Linked DNA regions of Callithrix jacchus: region 1 is linked to region 2. The links are chromatin contacts, called in public Hi-C maps. All regions are on one chromosome and are shown on one strand. Each heading gives the region's core, a stretch centred on a gene start, on an enhancer-like site or on the middle of the called end of the contact. The rest is flanking DNA. Distances are from core to core; before and after follow the strand shown.

Region 1 (6,963 bases), core at 4,017-6,516, 53 kb after region 2:
ACCTGTGTCCAGGATACTGGCGATGGGCTCCTGCCAATAGCAGGATTCCCAGATCTAAAATGGGAGAGAGAGAGATATGGACTTCTTTTAGCAGTGACTGCCTAAGAGGATGCTTTCAGTTATAAGAAACAGAAAACCAAACCATCGGCTTGTGTGACCAGAACTACTGGCGGCTTTTCTTTCTTCTATTTCTTTCTTTCTTTTTTTTTTTTTTTTTTTTTTTAGACAGGGATTACAATCTCAGATCACTGCTTCCTCCACCTCCCAGGTTCATGTGAATCCACTGCCTCAGCCTCCTGAGTAGCTGGGATTACAGGCACCTGCCACCACACCCAGCTAATTTTTGTGGGTTTTTTTTTTTAAGTAGAAACGGGATTTTGCCACATCGCCTAGGCTAGTCTCAAACTCCTGGGCTCAGGTGATCCACCTGCTTCAGCCTCCCAAAGTCCTGAAATTACAGGTGTGAGCCACCGCACCCAGCCTCCTTCCTCCGTTTCTTACCTCTCAAGTTAGCCTTATTCTCAGCAGGCTTCCCAGGGCACAGTGGCTGCCACCAGCTCCCTGGAATCCAAATCTTCCTGGTGGAGAGAAGAGCTTTTCTCCTGCAGGTCCCAGCAGAGATCCTGAGGTTCACCCTCCCTAGACCAGTGGAGGCCCTTTGTTCACCTTTGGAACCCAGGGGTGCCACGCTGTGATATCCTCTTAGGCTTAGAATATGAGCCCTCCCCTGAACTGATCACTGAGGCAGGTACTGGGATACTTAGACTAGCTAAAGCACTGGAACTGAGAGTGCAGCTGATCTCCTGTGGCCACGAATGAGGAGATGGAGAGGTAACCCAGTGAAATCAGGGACTACTACAAGAGCAGGGGCGCATGGATGGCAAAACAGCAGCTCTCACTACAAGGACAGACACAGGAGGGACCAAGATGCTGACCTCAGCGTTCCAAAAAGGAAAATGTCCCCAGTGTTCCCAGGTTCCTGACGCATTGCCTTTGAACACAGATCCACCAATGAAGGAGAACCCTTATGAGGACGTCGAGTTACATGGTCGCTGCCTGGGGAAGAAGTGTGTCTTGAACTTTCCTGCTTCTCCCACTTCTTCCATCCCTGACACAACCGCCAAGGTAAGAGTCACCTGGGAGTGGTGGCAGGAGAGGGGGCCCCAGCACAGTGGCTTTGAGCACACTGGAGTTCTGACTGGCACTGGAATTCTAGGCTACCCCTGCCCGCCCTGCCAGGCTCCTGGATTTGTCTATCGTTAGCTGAGTGGTCTTCCTGTCTCTAGTTCTCTTGGAGCCCCTATGCTCAAAAAAGCTTCCTTTTATATATATATATATATATATATATATATATATATATATATATATTTTTTTTTTTTTTTTTTTTTTTTTTTTTATCGTACTTTAGGTTCTAGGGTACATGTGCAGACTATGCAGGATTGTTGCATAGGTACATACGTGGCAATGTGGTTTGCTGCCTCCATCCCCCCGTCACCTATATCTGGCATATCTCCCTATGTTATGCCTCCCCAACTCCCTACCCCCATGCTGTCCCCTCTTAGTCCCCCACAACAGACCCCAGTGTGTGATCCTCCCCTCCCTGTGTCCATGTGTTCTCATCGTTCAACACCCGCCTATGAGTGAGAACATGCAGTATTTGATTTTCTGTTCTTGTGTCACTTTGCTGAGAATGATTTCCAGATTCATCCATGTCCCTATAAAGAATACGAACTCATCATTTTTGATGGCTGCATAGTATTCCAATGGTGTATATGTGCCATAATTTCCTTGTCTAGTCTATCGTTGACGGGCATTTGGGTTGGTTCCAGGTCTTTGTTATTGTAAATAGTGCCGCAGTGAACATACATGTGCATGTGTTTTTATAATAGAACAATTTATAATCCTTTGGATATATACCCAGTAATGGGATTGCTGGGTCAAATGGAATTTCTATTTCTAGGTCCTTGAGGAATCGCCACACTGTCTTCCACAATGGTTGAACTAATTTACACTCCCACCAGCAGTGTAAAAGTGTTCCTATTTCTCCACATCCTCTCCAGCATCTGTTGTCTCCAGATTTTTTAATGATCGCCATTCTAACTGGCATGAGATGGTATCTGAAAGTAGTTTTGATTTGCATTTCTCTTATGACCAGTGATGATGAGCATTTTTTCATATGTTTTTTGGCCTTATATATGTCTTCTTTTGAAAAGTATCTGTTCATGTCCTTCGCCCACTTTTGAATGGGTTTGTTTGTTTTTTTCTTGTAAATCTGTTTTAGTTCTTTGTAGATTCTGGATAAAGCTTCTTAAAATACCGTTGAGCTTCTGGCTCAGAAACCTCTTCAAACTGGATAAATAAAAGATGGTCCATATGCCTCATACGACTGTTAAAATGTCCTAACATAGAGCAAACTCTAAGATACAAGAGCAGTAGTTTTAAAGTAATTTACCATTTGTGGGGTTTTGTTGTTTTAATTGAGCCTGGGTGTTGTCGCTCTGTCACCCAGGCTGTAGTACAGTGGTGTAATCGTGGCTCACTGTAGCCTCAAACTCCCAGACTCAATCAGTCCTCCCACCTCAGCCTTCTAATTACTGGGATACAGGCACATGCCACCAGCCCAGCTAATTTTTGTGGTTTTTTTTTTTTGAGACTGGGTTTCACCATGTTGGCCAGGCTGGTCTCGAACTCCTGACCTTAAGTGATTCACCTACCTCAGCCTCCCAAAGTGTTAGGATTACAGGCGTGAGCCACTGCGCCCAACCTGGACGCTGAAATTTGAATTTTGTATTAATTGTCACTTGTCATGAAATATTATTTATTTTTCCAACCATTTAAAAATGTAAAAGTTATTCTTAAGTCATGGCTTGTACAAAAACAAGTGGTGGGCCAGATGTGGCCCACAGGCCAAAATTTGCCAACACCTGTGCTAGGTCATTTTTACCTCTGCCCTTGGCTCTCGCCCGGACCTCTCCCCTTCCTCTGAGGCCCGGTTCAATCATGCATCCTTGAAGAAGCCTCTCCAGCCTTCCCAATCCCTGGGGCTTCTTCCTCTCTGATCATCTTTAACACTCAGTGGGTTAAACCATTTCTCACCAAACTGTATACTGCATTATGACATATCTTAAATTGAGTTGAGTTGTGATTTGTTATCTAATATCTAATATCTCTCTCTTTCTTGTTTTGTTCGTATTTTGAGACAGAGTCTTGCTCTGTCGCCAGGCTGGAGTGCAGTGGTGCAATCTCGGCTCACTGCAACCTTCACCTTCTGGTTCAAGTGATTCTTCACCTTAGCCTCCTGTGTAGCTGAGATTACAGGCATGTGCCACCATGCCCCGCTAATTTTTGTATTTTTTGGTAGATATGGGGGTTTCACCATGTTGGCCAAGCTGATCTTGAACTCCTAACCTCAAGTGATCCACTCACTTCGGCCTCCCTAAGTGCTGGGATTACGGGTGAGAGCCACCATGCACAGCCTTAATATATCTTAAAAACATCTCCCCAACTAGATTATAAATCCCTCAAGGCCAAAGTGAATGTATTCTAGATCTAAGAAGAGAGAAGGAAAGAAAAGGAAGGAAAGGAGGGAGGGAAAGGAAGGAAATGAAAGAAGAAAGATAGAAAGAGGTATATATTCTGTTTCTTTGGTTTTCAAAAGGTATATATTCTAGATCTAAAAAGAAAGAAAAAGTGAGAGAGATGAAAGAAAGAAAGAAAGAAAGAAAGAAAGAAAGAAAGAAAGAAAGAAAGAGAGGTATATATTCTATTTCTTTGGTTTTTCCATAAGGCCTAGCATATATTCTAGATCGAGAGAGAGAGAGAAGAGAGAGAAAAAAAGAAAAAGAAAGAAAGAGAAGAAAAAAAGAAAAAGAAAGAAAGAGAAGAAAGAAAGAAAAAGAAAGAAAGAGGGAGGTACATATTCTATTTCTTTGGTAGTTTTACAATATTTGGTAGAAGAACTTAAATTAAGGAAGTCCAAGTAGTAGCTGCAAAGATCAAGTTAAATCTCCTTGCAAGGCTCTGTTTCCAGCCTAAGAAAAGCAGTTGTCTTCCTGTCTCAGCCCCACAGGGGCAGCATCACTGGCAGGGGGGCTGGCTCCACCTGAGCCTGTCTTCTGTGCTTGATGGCCATAAAGGGCTGCTTCCTGCCACCAGCCTTCTGGAAAAGGTGAAGGAACAACCTGTCCCAAAGATGGATCTTACAGACCCAGATAAATCACTCCAATACTTGTCTGCACTGTAACAGTTAACTGCCATTTCCCTTCTCATATGGAAAAGGGTGTCATCATGAATAATCCATGGCAACTGACAATTAGCAAATACTTCCTGCTTGCCTTGGAAATGTGCTGTTCGTGTTTTCGTTAGAATAGAGATGTCTTCAACATTTAGGAAATCCTTCATTTCCCATGGCAGAGAAGCCTGACTTAGAGGAAGAAAGCAAACGGTCACACCTGGTCTGTCCCCTTCAGGTCCTACCTGGCTCCCCACTTCATGCAGCGAGTGAACTGCATCACCCCTGAGGAACAGTGAAAAGCATCTGCCCAGGCCAAGCGCAGTGGCTCACGCCTGTAATCCTAGCACTTTGGGAGGCCAAGGCAGGTGTTTCACCTGAGGTCAGGAGTTTGAGATCAGTCTGGTCAACATGGTGAAACCTCGTCTCTACTAAAAATACAAAAAATTAGCTGGGCATGGTGGTGCGTGCCTGTAATCCCAGCTACTCAGGAGGCTGAGGCAGGAGAATTGCCTGAACCCAGGAGGCAGAGGTTGCAGTGAGCCGAGATCGTGCCATTGCACTCCAGCCTGGATAACAAGAGCGAAACTCCGTCTCAAAAAAAAAAAAAAAAAAAATATCTGGGCATGGTGGCAGGCGCCTATAGTCCTAGTTACTCAGGAGGCTGGGGCAGGAGAATCACTTGAACTTGGGGTACAGTGTTGCAGTCAGCCAAGATCAGGCCACCTCACTCCAACCTGGGTCAAAGAGCGAAACTCCCTCAGAAAACAAAAGCAAAAACATTTGCCTAAGGCAGTTCTGCATTCCTGGCGCTCCTCCCTGATACCAGGAAATAAAGGCTTACCAACCCTTTTCTTCCTGTCCCTGCTGGGTTGGAAAAAACCTAGAGCATCTGCCACCAAAGCAGCTAAGCCCAGGAGGTGAGAATGTCAGCAAGAACTTAACATCCGGCTCTATCTGAATCTGTCCTGAAAAAAGAGGATCCAGTTGTCCAAAGCCCATGTCTGATTGCCAGTTATCCTTGCAGACCCTCAGCGGGACACTGTGTCCATGCTCATTACTCTGCTCGTTCACATCTGGGTGTCTGCTGTGTGCCCCGTTCTGGGGGACAGCCACAGCCTTCATCACTTCCTCCATTAGCTCATCAGATATTCATGGAGCATCTGCTGCATCTGGCCTGCATCTGGGACCCTAGAACTTGCAGGAGCAGTCCCTCCACGTGACCTCCCCTACCAGCCGCTGAGAGATCCTAAGCCATCTTCGGGATGTTCATTTCATTAGGCCACGCCTAGTTATTCCAGTCACTCGAATTTCCATTGGAGAGGGAAGGGCTGGTTGGATAGACTCTCCTTAGAAAGGACCAACTGTGCAGCTGGAGACAGATACTACTGCTGCTGAACGCAAAGTGCAAGCTCCTGAAAGGGACTGTTTTCTTTTCTTGCTACACATCACCCACCATTTCTTTTCTTTTTTTTTTTGAAACTGAATTTCACTGTTGTTACCAGGCTGGAGTGCAATGGCGCGATCTCAGCTCACCGCAACCTCCGCCTCCTGGGTTCAGACAATTCTCCTGCCTCAGCCTCCTGAATAGCTGGGATTACAGGTACACACCACCATGCCCAGCTAATTTTTCATATTTTTAGTAGAGACAGGGTTTCACCATGTTGACCAGGATGGTCTCGATCTCTTGACCTCGTGATCCACCCGCCTCAGCCTCCCAAAGTGCTGGGATTACAGGCTTGAGTCACCATGCCCGGCCCATTTCTTTTTTTTTTGAGACACATTCTCCCTGTTGCCCAGGCTGAAGTGCAGTGGCGTGATCTCAGCTCACTGCTCACTACAAGGTCCGCCTCCCAGTTCCAAGTGACTCCCGTGCCTCAGCCTCTAAGTAGCTGGGATTATAGGCACAGGCCACCACCAGCTAAATTTTTTGTATTTTTAGTAGAGGCAGGATTTGACCTTGCTGGCCAGGCTGGTCTCGAACTCCTGACCTCAAGTGATATCTGCCCGCCTCAGCCTCCCAAAGTGCTGGGATTACAGATATGAGCCATTGCACCCAGCCTATATTTCTCAATATATGTTCTTTTTAAAAATAACGGCTGGGTGCGGGGGTCCATGCCTGTAATCCTAGCACTGTGGGAAGCCAAGGTTGTAGGATTCCTTGAGGCCGGGCATTCAAGACCAACCTGGTCAACATAGTAAGACCCCATCTCTACAAAAAAATTTAAAAATTAGACAGGCATGGTGGTGCACACCTGTAGTCTTAGCTACTCAGGAGGCTGACATGGAAGATTCACTCTAACCCCAGAGTTCAAGGCTACAGTGGGCTATTTTTGTGCCACAGCTTTCCAGAATGAGAGCTTGTCTCCAAAATTAAATAAATAAATAAATAAAAATAATCTTTTTTTCTGAAAACATTCTAATTATAAAAGTTTTTCACCGGGCACGGTGGCTCATGCCTGTAATCCCAGCACTTTGGGAGGCCGAGGAGGGTGGATCACGAGATCAAGAGATCGAGACCATCCTGGTCAACAAGGTGAAACCCCGTCTCTACTAAAAATACAAAAATTAGCTGGGTATGGTGGTGCGCGCCTGTAATCCCAGCTACTCAGGAGGCTGAGGCAGGAGAATTGCTTGAACCCAGAAGGCGGAGGTTGCGGTGAGCCGAGATCGTGCCATTGCACTCCAGCCTGGGTAACAACAGCGAAACTCCGTCTTGAGAGAAAAAAAAA
Region 2 (6,801 bases), core at 3,008-5,507:
TACCTCACTCCTTCTCCCGAGTCTGAAGATACTGCCTCATTGGGCCGGAAAATAGGCAAGCAAGGCTCTCAGAAGCAGGAGGTACGTGCCTTGCATCCTGTGCACAGAAGTCTACGTAGAGGAGTTGGACTCACTGGACTCACTGTCCTCCTGTGTTCTGAAATCACAGTGACCACAAAGAGCCACACAGCTTAAACACGGAAAGCCATGCCTCTAAAAAGTATCCAAATCACCACATTCTTGTTCCTTTTTTTTTTTTTTAACTGTTCAACTACATCGTCCAAAAGCAACAGAAAGAATGTAAGTATAGCAGGTACTTGGCGTGACAGGCTTCATGTTACCCCATGAAGCCTGTGAGCATCGGCTCTGCCCAGGGCCAGCTCTCTTTTGTCTTATTACCACTTGCCTGCTCTCCTGGGTTCAAGCAATTCTGCCTCAGCCTCCCAGTAGCTGGGATTACAGGCGCCCGCCACTATGCCTGCTTAATTTTTGTATTTTTGGTAGAGACGGAGTTTCACCATTTTGGCCAGGCTGGTGAAACATCTGCCCTCAGGTGATCCACCTGCTTCAGCCTCCCAAAGTGCTGAAATTACAGGCATGAGCCGTCGCATCCAGCCTGGTTTCTTTATTTTAATCTTTATTGGAGGGCAGTCAGAGCCTAGAAGAGAGGGTCTGTTCCATCCAAACACTGTCAGAGCAAGAGACAGAGTCGCGGGCCCACTGAATGCACCACTACCTTGGCTAACGGCTGAGATAAAGCCAGCTCCATTGCCTTTGCATGCTGGTGCTGGTAGACGGTCCTGGGTCTGTAAGTGGTGGGGAGAGAGAGGGAGTTGAGCACTGATGGGGAAGAAGAAAAATGGCCTCCTCCTGTTCTTCAACCTTGACACTCTGTGTTCATGGGGAGAAAAAAGCAAAAGGAGATTAGGAAAAGAATAACCAAGAGGAGGCATCTGTGAGTCCTCCCCATAGGCGAAGCACCCTCACAACAGCCCTCTTAGGAAGTCACAGCCATTGCCATTTCCACCCTACAGACGATGGGTTTACAAGCTGGGATTTAGAGGCTGAGCAACTTGCTGCAGCGCTGAATGTGCTCCTCCAATCAAAGCCTACACTCTTCAGCAGGATGCTGGAGGAAGACAAGGGAGAGGAAGGAAGAAATGTTCTGCAGTGGTCCAAGGCTGCTCTGTGTGGAAGAAACAGGATTACTACTTGGGAGGCTGAGGCAGGGAGTTTGAGGCCAGTCTGGGCAACATAGCAAGACCCTGTCTCAAAATAAATAAACTAAAATTATTTCTTTTGTGGCTCATGCCTGTAATCCCAGCATTTTGGGAGGCTGAGGCGGGCAGATCACCTGAGGTCAGGAGTTCGAGACCAGCCTGACCAATATGGTGAAGTCCCATCTTTTAAAAAAATAAAATTAATTTTTTTTTTGAGATGGAGTCTTGCTCTGTTGCCCAGACTGGAGTGCAGTGTTGTGATCTTGGATCACTGCAACCTCTGCCTCCTGGGTTCAAGCAATTCTCATGCCTCAGCCTCCCGAGTAGCTGGGACTACAGGCACATGCCACCATGCCTGGCTAGTTTTTTTTATATTTTTAGTAGAGACAGGTTTCACCATGTTAGCCAGGATGGTCTCGATATGCTGACCTCATGATTTGCCCATCTCAGCCTCCCAAACTGCTGGGATTATAGGCACGAGCCACCTCACCCAGCCTAAAATAAATTTTAAAATGAAATTTAAAAGGCTGGGCACAATGGTTCATGCTTATAATCCCAGCACTTTGGAAGGCCGAGGTGGGCGGATCATCTGAGGTAGGGAGTTGAGACCAGCCTGGCCAACATGATAAAACCCCATCTCTATGAGAAATACAAAAATCAGCCAGGTGTAGTGGTGCACACCTGTAATCCCAACTACTCAGGAGGCCAAGGCATGAGAATAGCTTGAACCCAGGAGGCGGAGGTTGCAGTGAGCCGAGATTGTGCCACTGCACTCCAGCCTGGGCGACAGAGCAAGACTCTGTCTTAAATAAATAGGCTGGGTGCGGTAGATCACGCCTGTAATTCCAGCACTTTTGGAAGCCGAGATGGGTAGATCACCTGAGGTCAGGAGTTTGAGACCAGCCTGGCCAACCATGGTGAAACCCTGTCTCTACTAAAAATACAAAACTTAGCTGGGCATGGTGGTGGACTCCTGTAATCTCAGCTACATAGGAGGCTGAGGTAGGAGAAATCACTTGAACTTGGGAGGCAGCGGCTGCAGTGAGCCGAGACCACGCCACTGTATTCCATACTAGGTGACAGAGCGAGAGTCTGTCTCAAAAAAAAAAAGAATAAAAAAGATGAGGGAGTGGAAGAAAGTGGCAGCCTGTGGTTCAGGAGTTGTCACTAATGGGCTCCCCAGCTTCCTTTCTATCATGTCCACCTAAGATGCGACTAGAAATTTCAAAGCCACAAAATCCAAGGCAACTGAGCCATTTGTGCCTGGGGTTGGGGAAGGCAGCCAGCTGGGCTCTCTGCTCAACTGTTCTCTCTTGCATCTTCCCAGTTTGCTTTCTCTCTCTCTCTTTTTCTTTTTTCTATTTTTTTTTTTTTTTTTTTTTTGAGATGGAGTTTTGCTCTTGTTGCCCAGGCTGGAGTGCAAATGGCGCAATCTCGGCTCACTGCAACCTCTGCCTCTTAGGTTTAAGTGATTCTCCTGCCTCAGCCTCGCAAGTAGCTGACATTACAGGCACGTGCCACCACGCCCGGCTAATTTTTTATATTTTTAGTAGAGACAGGGTTTCTCCATGTTGGTCAGGGTGGTTTCAAAATCCCGACCTCAGGTGACCCGCCTGCCTCAGCCTCCCAAAGTGGTGGGATTACAGGCATGAGCCACCGTGCCCAGCAGTTTGCTTTCTTTTATGTTGTAGCCCTGGAAATAATTAACCCTCAAGAAGTCAAGTCTTGGCCAGGCATGGTGGCACACACCTATAATCCCAACACTTTGGGAGGCTAAGTCAGGAGGATCACTTGAGACCTGGAGTTCAAGACTAGCTTGGGCAACATAGCAAGACCTACAAAAAATAAAAAAGTTAGCTGACTATGACGGCACACATCTATAGTCCTCCCTACTTAGAAGGCTGAGGTGGGAGATTGCTTGAGCCCAGAAGTTCGAGGCTGCAGTGAGCTATGATCGCACCACTGCACGCCATTTTGGTGACAGACTGAGACTCTGCCTCAAAAAAAGAGGCAGCCAGGCCTCTGATCTTTATTTAGAAAGTGAAAATTTCACTGGCAAAAAAAGAAAAAGAAAGCGAAAACTTATGGAATAACGTTTCAGCAAACAAAACAATAATTTAAATACTTACACTTAAAAAAAAAAGCTTGCACTTTGCAAATGCATGTTCTAAAAGTTGACTATGCTTAGTTAAAATGGGTATGTCAGGCCGGGCGCGGTGGCTCAAGCCTGTAATCCCAGCACTTTGGGAGGCCGAGGCGGGTGGATCACGAGGTCAAGAGATCGAGACCATCCTGGTCAACATGGTGAAACCCCGTCTCTACTAAAAATACAAAAATTAGCTGGGCGTGGTGGCTCACGCCTGTAATCCCAGCTACTCGGGAGGCTGAGGCAGGAGAATTGCCTGAACCCAGGAGGCGGAGGTTGCGGTGAGCCAAGATTGTGCCATTGCACTCCAGCCTGGGTAACAAGAGCGAAACTCCGTCTCAAAAAAAAAAAAAAAAAAATGGGTATGTCATGAGGAGTTTAACGAACAAGCCCTAGAAAAGCTTCAGAGAGCTCCCAGAACGCGTAAACCTCAGCTGAGAAGAAAACAGAGCTTTTTTTCCTGTGACTTTGAACTAGTCCCTCAAATTTCAGGTGCCCAGTCTGTAGGCACTGCCTGGGAAGTATTACGTCATTACATCCAGTCTTTGATTTGTCACTGTCTCCCTCCTGCCTTTCCCTCTCGTGCACTCTCCTGTGGATTTGTAAGGCTAAGCTTCTCCTCTCTTTCTTCCCCCTTTGCCTGAACTTTAGGCCTCTTTGCCATTCCTCAAACCGTGGCTCCCAGCCCTTCTGGAAGTCCCTGAGCTAAAGCCGAGGATGGCCTTCTTCTGGTGTAGACACGGACCTGAAGCTTGCTCCCAACGCCTGCAGATCACCCTGCCAGGCCGCCCTCCCAGTCATCAGGTCACTGCTCTGCTCAAAAACTTAACGTCCCCCCTCTTGAAATCCAGCCAAGCCTACCCATCAGACCTGATTCACCACTTGGTCCTCACTCAGCTGTTTCTGAAATGCCTGGCCTCTGCTTCCGGCCTCTGCTGGTGCCTTTCCCTTCTCAGAACCCTTTCCTTTCCCCCACTTTCCCCCACCTATGTAGATCTGTTCAGCGTTCCTGGCCCGGTCAAAGCTCCAGGGAGCTTCCTCGAATGCCCCAACCGGTATTCCAGAGCGCCTTCCCGGCAGGACTTCTGCTGGGCACCCCGCATCGTGCAGTCTGCGTTCCTTGACAGTGTCCTGCGTGAGTGGGGACAGCGGGTCTATGGAGTCACTTCTCCTCTTGGAAGCTTTTCCTGACCACCTCCCTCCCCACCCGGTCTGGGAGCCCTTCAGCAGGTCGCTGGGCCCTGGGCCCTCCCCGGCCCCCATCACCCTCACCGCCCGTCTCAGGACTGTCATTACCCCGGCCCGACGGCAAGCTGCCTGGGGCAACGGCGGCGCCAGCCTCGCTGTCCCGGGTGCCCCGGCCCGGGCTCAGGGCCGAAAGTGTGTTCACCGCCTGGAGTGAGCGGGGCCGGGCGTGGGGCAGCCGCTCAGAGTCCAGGTCTCAACCCCGGGCCGGGCGCACCTCGCGAATCCGCCGGGCCTGGGTGGAAAGGAGCCGGCGCGCGGCGGGCATCCTCCCTGGAAGGGTTAAGCCACCTCTCCCCCACCCCGGGAAGCGAGGGGGCGAGTCCGGCAGAAGGTCCTGTTTACCGCGGCTCCGCGCGGGGCCCGGCCCTGGGAGAGGGGTTGCTGTGGCAACAGGCCCGGGCGCCCGCCAGCTGCGGATTAGCTCACTGGGCCGGGCGGGATGGGTCGGGAGGAGGGGGCGTGCGTCGCACAGATCGTCGCGGAGCCGCGGGAGGAGGAGGAGGCCGGGGCGGCGGGCGAGCCTGCGCTGAGCCGACCGAGGGAAGCGCGCCGCCGGGGCCGGGGGCGGGGGGGACCCCACGGGAGCGCGTGCGCGGCGGGGACCCCAGGGGCTTGCGGGCGGCAGTGGGAGGCTCGGCGGACAAAAGGGCGGAGGGCGGAGGGCCATGGCGTCCCCTGCCCCCGCCGCCGCCCGCCCCCGCGCCGCGCCGCCAGCCGTCCCAGCCCGCCCCAGAGACCCCGAGATGCGCCCCGGAGCCCGCGGAACCGCTGTTCGCGGGGAGGTAGGGCCGGCCGGGCCGGGCAGGGGGGTGCGGGGTCGAGCTGGGGAGGGAAAGGGGACGAAGGAGGGAACGCACGCGGAGGGAGGAAACGGCTCGAGCGGTCCGAGCCCTGACGGGGGAAGCGGCTCTGCGAACGGGAGCCCGAGTTCCCGCGTGCGGCCGGGGAGCCGGGGGCCGTCCCGCCTGATCCTGGGACTTGTGCAAAGCGCGGTCCAGACGTCCCTCTCGGGCTGACTCCCGGGGCTGAGCCCGGACGCCGCCGTCCCGCACCTCCGGGACCTGCAGAAACTTGGCAGACCCCCGCCCTGCGCTGTACTGGGTCCCCCGGGGCGCGAGAGTGTGTGTGCGCGTGTGCGCGCGCGCGTGTGTCTGAGCGACTGTATGTGTGTGTGCTCGCGCGTGTATCTGTGTGCGAGTGTCTGTGAGTGCCTGTGTGTGTGCGAGTGTGTGTGCGCGTGCAAGCGAGGGGAATCGGCGGCTGAGCACCCGAGCCCCCTTTTCAGCCGTCAACATTTGCAGCCTTGAGAAAGCAAGAAGGTAAAGATGACTGAATGCTCTTACTTCTTCCACTTTGTCCCCAAGGGTGGAGTTGGGAGAAGATGGAGCCCAGGGGAAGTCTCTTATCAACACAGGACACAGTCGTATTAGGAGAGTCACAGAGATCAGGGTGAGACCACGCAGTAGAGCCAGACCTCAGCCGTGGAATCTTGTCCTGGGGGGGCCTGGGACAGGAAGCAGGAGGGCTCTCCAGGGGCGTAGATTGGGTAAGGGAAGTGCAGTGACCCTGGCTTAACCAGCTGGTGCTGACTTCCAGCTGCTGTTCAGATGCGATTCAGGGATGTGGCTTCCGCAAGGTTCCAAATGACATGGGGGGTAAACAGTGTTCTAATAGGCGTGCTACAATAATCGTGTTAGTAAACTCTTACACCCTCTGTGGTTACCACATAAAAGAAGAGAAAGAAATTCCTTCTCTTTACATCATCAAATACCAGATACCAAAAGAGTGGAGTAGACAGTCTTTGGGTGGGCAGCATGGAATGGAGCAGAGCTCCGAGAGGAAGTGTGTGTGAGTGTGCAAATGTCTGTGTGTGAGTGAGTGGATGTGTGTCAGAGACAGTTTCTGAGGCCCGGTTATGAAAACGCTGGCAGGAGGCTGGCTTCCAGTTTTTTTGTTTTTTTATTTTTATTTTTTGAGACGGAGTCTTGCTCTGTCACCCAAGCTGGAGTGTGGTGGCTCAGTCTCGGCTCCCTGCAACCTTCACCCCCTGAGTTCAAACGATTCTCCTGCCTCAGCCTCCCCAGTAGCTGGGATTACAGGCACCTGCCATCACGCCCCGATAATTTTTGTATTTTTGGTAGAGACAGGGTTTCACCATGTTGACCAGGCTCCTCTCAAACTCCTGAC

Evidence for each region. Hi-C and Micro-C count contacts between places; a contact is called where the count stands out from the background.
Region 1: a Hi-C map of induced pluripotent stem cells shows a contact between it and region 2, with 1.9 times the contacts expected there. The contact joins the enhancer-like site here to the promoter of DENND2A in region 2.

The regions. Positions count from the first base shown.
Region 1 is chr11:106,761,860-106,768,822 of calJac240_pri, forward strand. DENND2A (DENN domain containing 2A) reads left to right here. Exons shown (of 20, transcript XM_035254588.3): 5 at 1,004-1,125. Among named protein-coding and RNA genes, the nearest start is that of DENND2A, 51 kb to the left of the region's middle. Within about 2 kb of position 5,267, at least 3 of the 16 cell types and tissues checked have an H3K27ac peak or open chromatin away from gene starts, as enhancers often do.
Region 2 is chr11:106,709,633-106,716,433 of calJac240_pri, forward strand. It overlaps DENND2A (DENN domain containing 2A), which reads left to right and starts at 4,258. Exons shown (of 20, transcript XM_035254588.3): 1 at 4,258-4,501. It overlaps LOC144578246, which reads right to left. Exons shown (of 8, transcript XM_078341990.1): 2 at 4,957-5,874; 3 at 4,663-4,846; 4 at 4,353-4,497; 5 at 737-891; 6 at 4-157. The coding sequence ends at 4,794.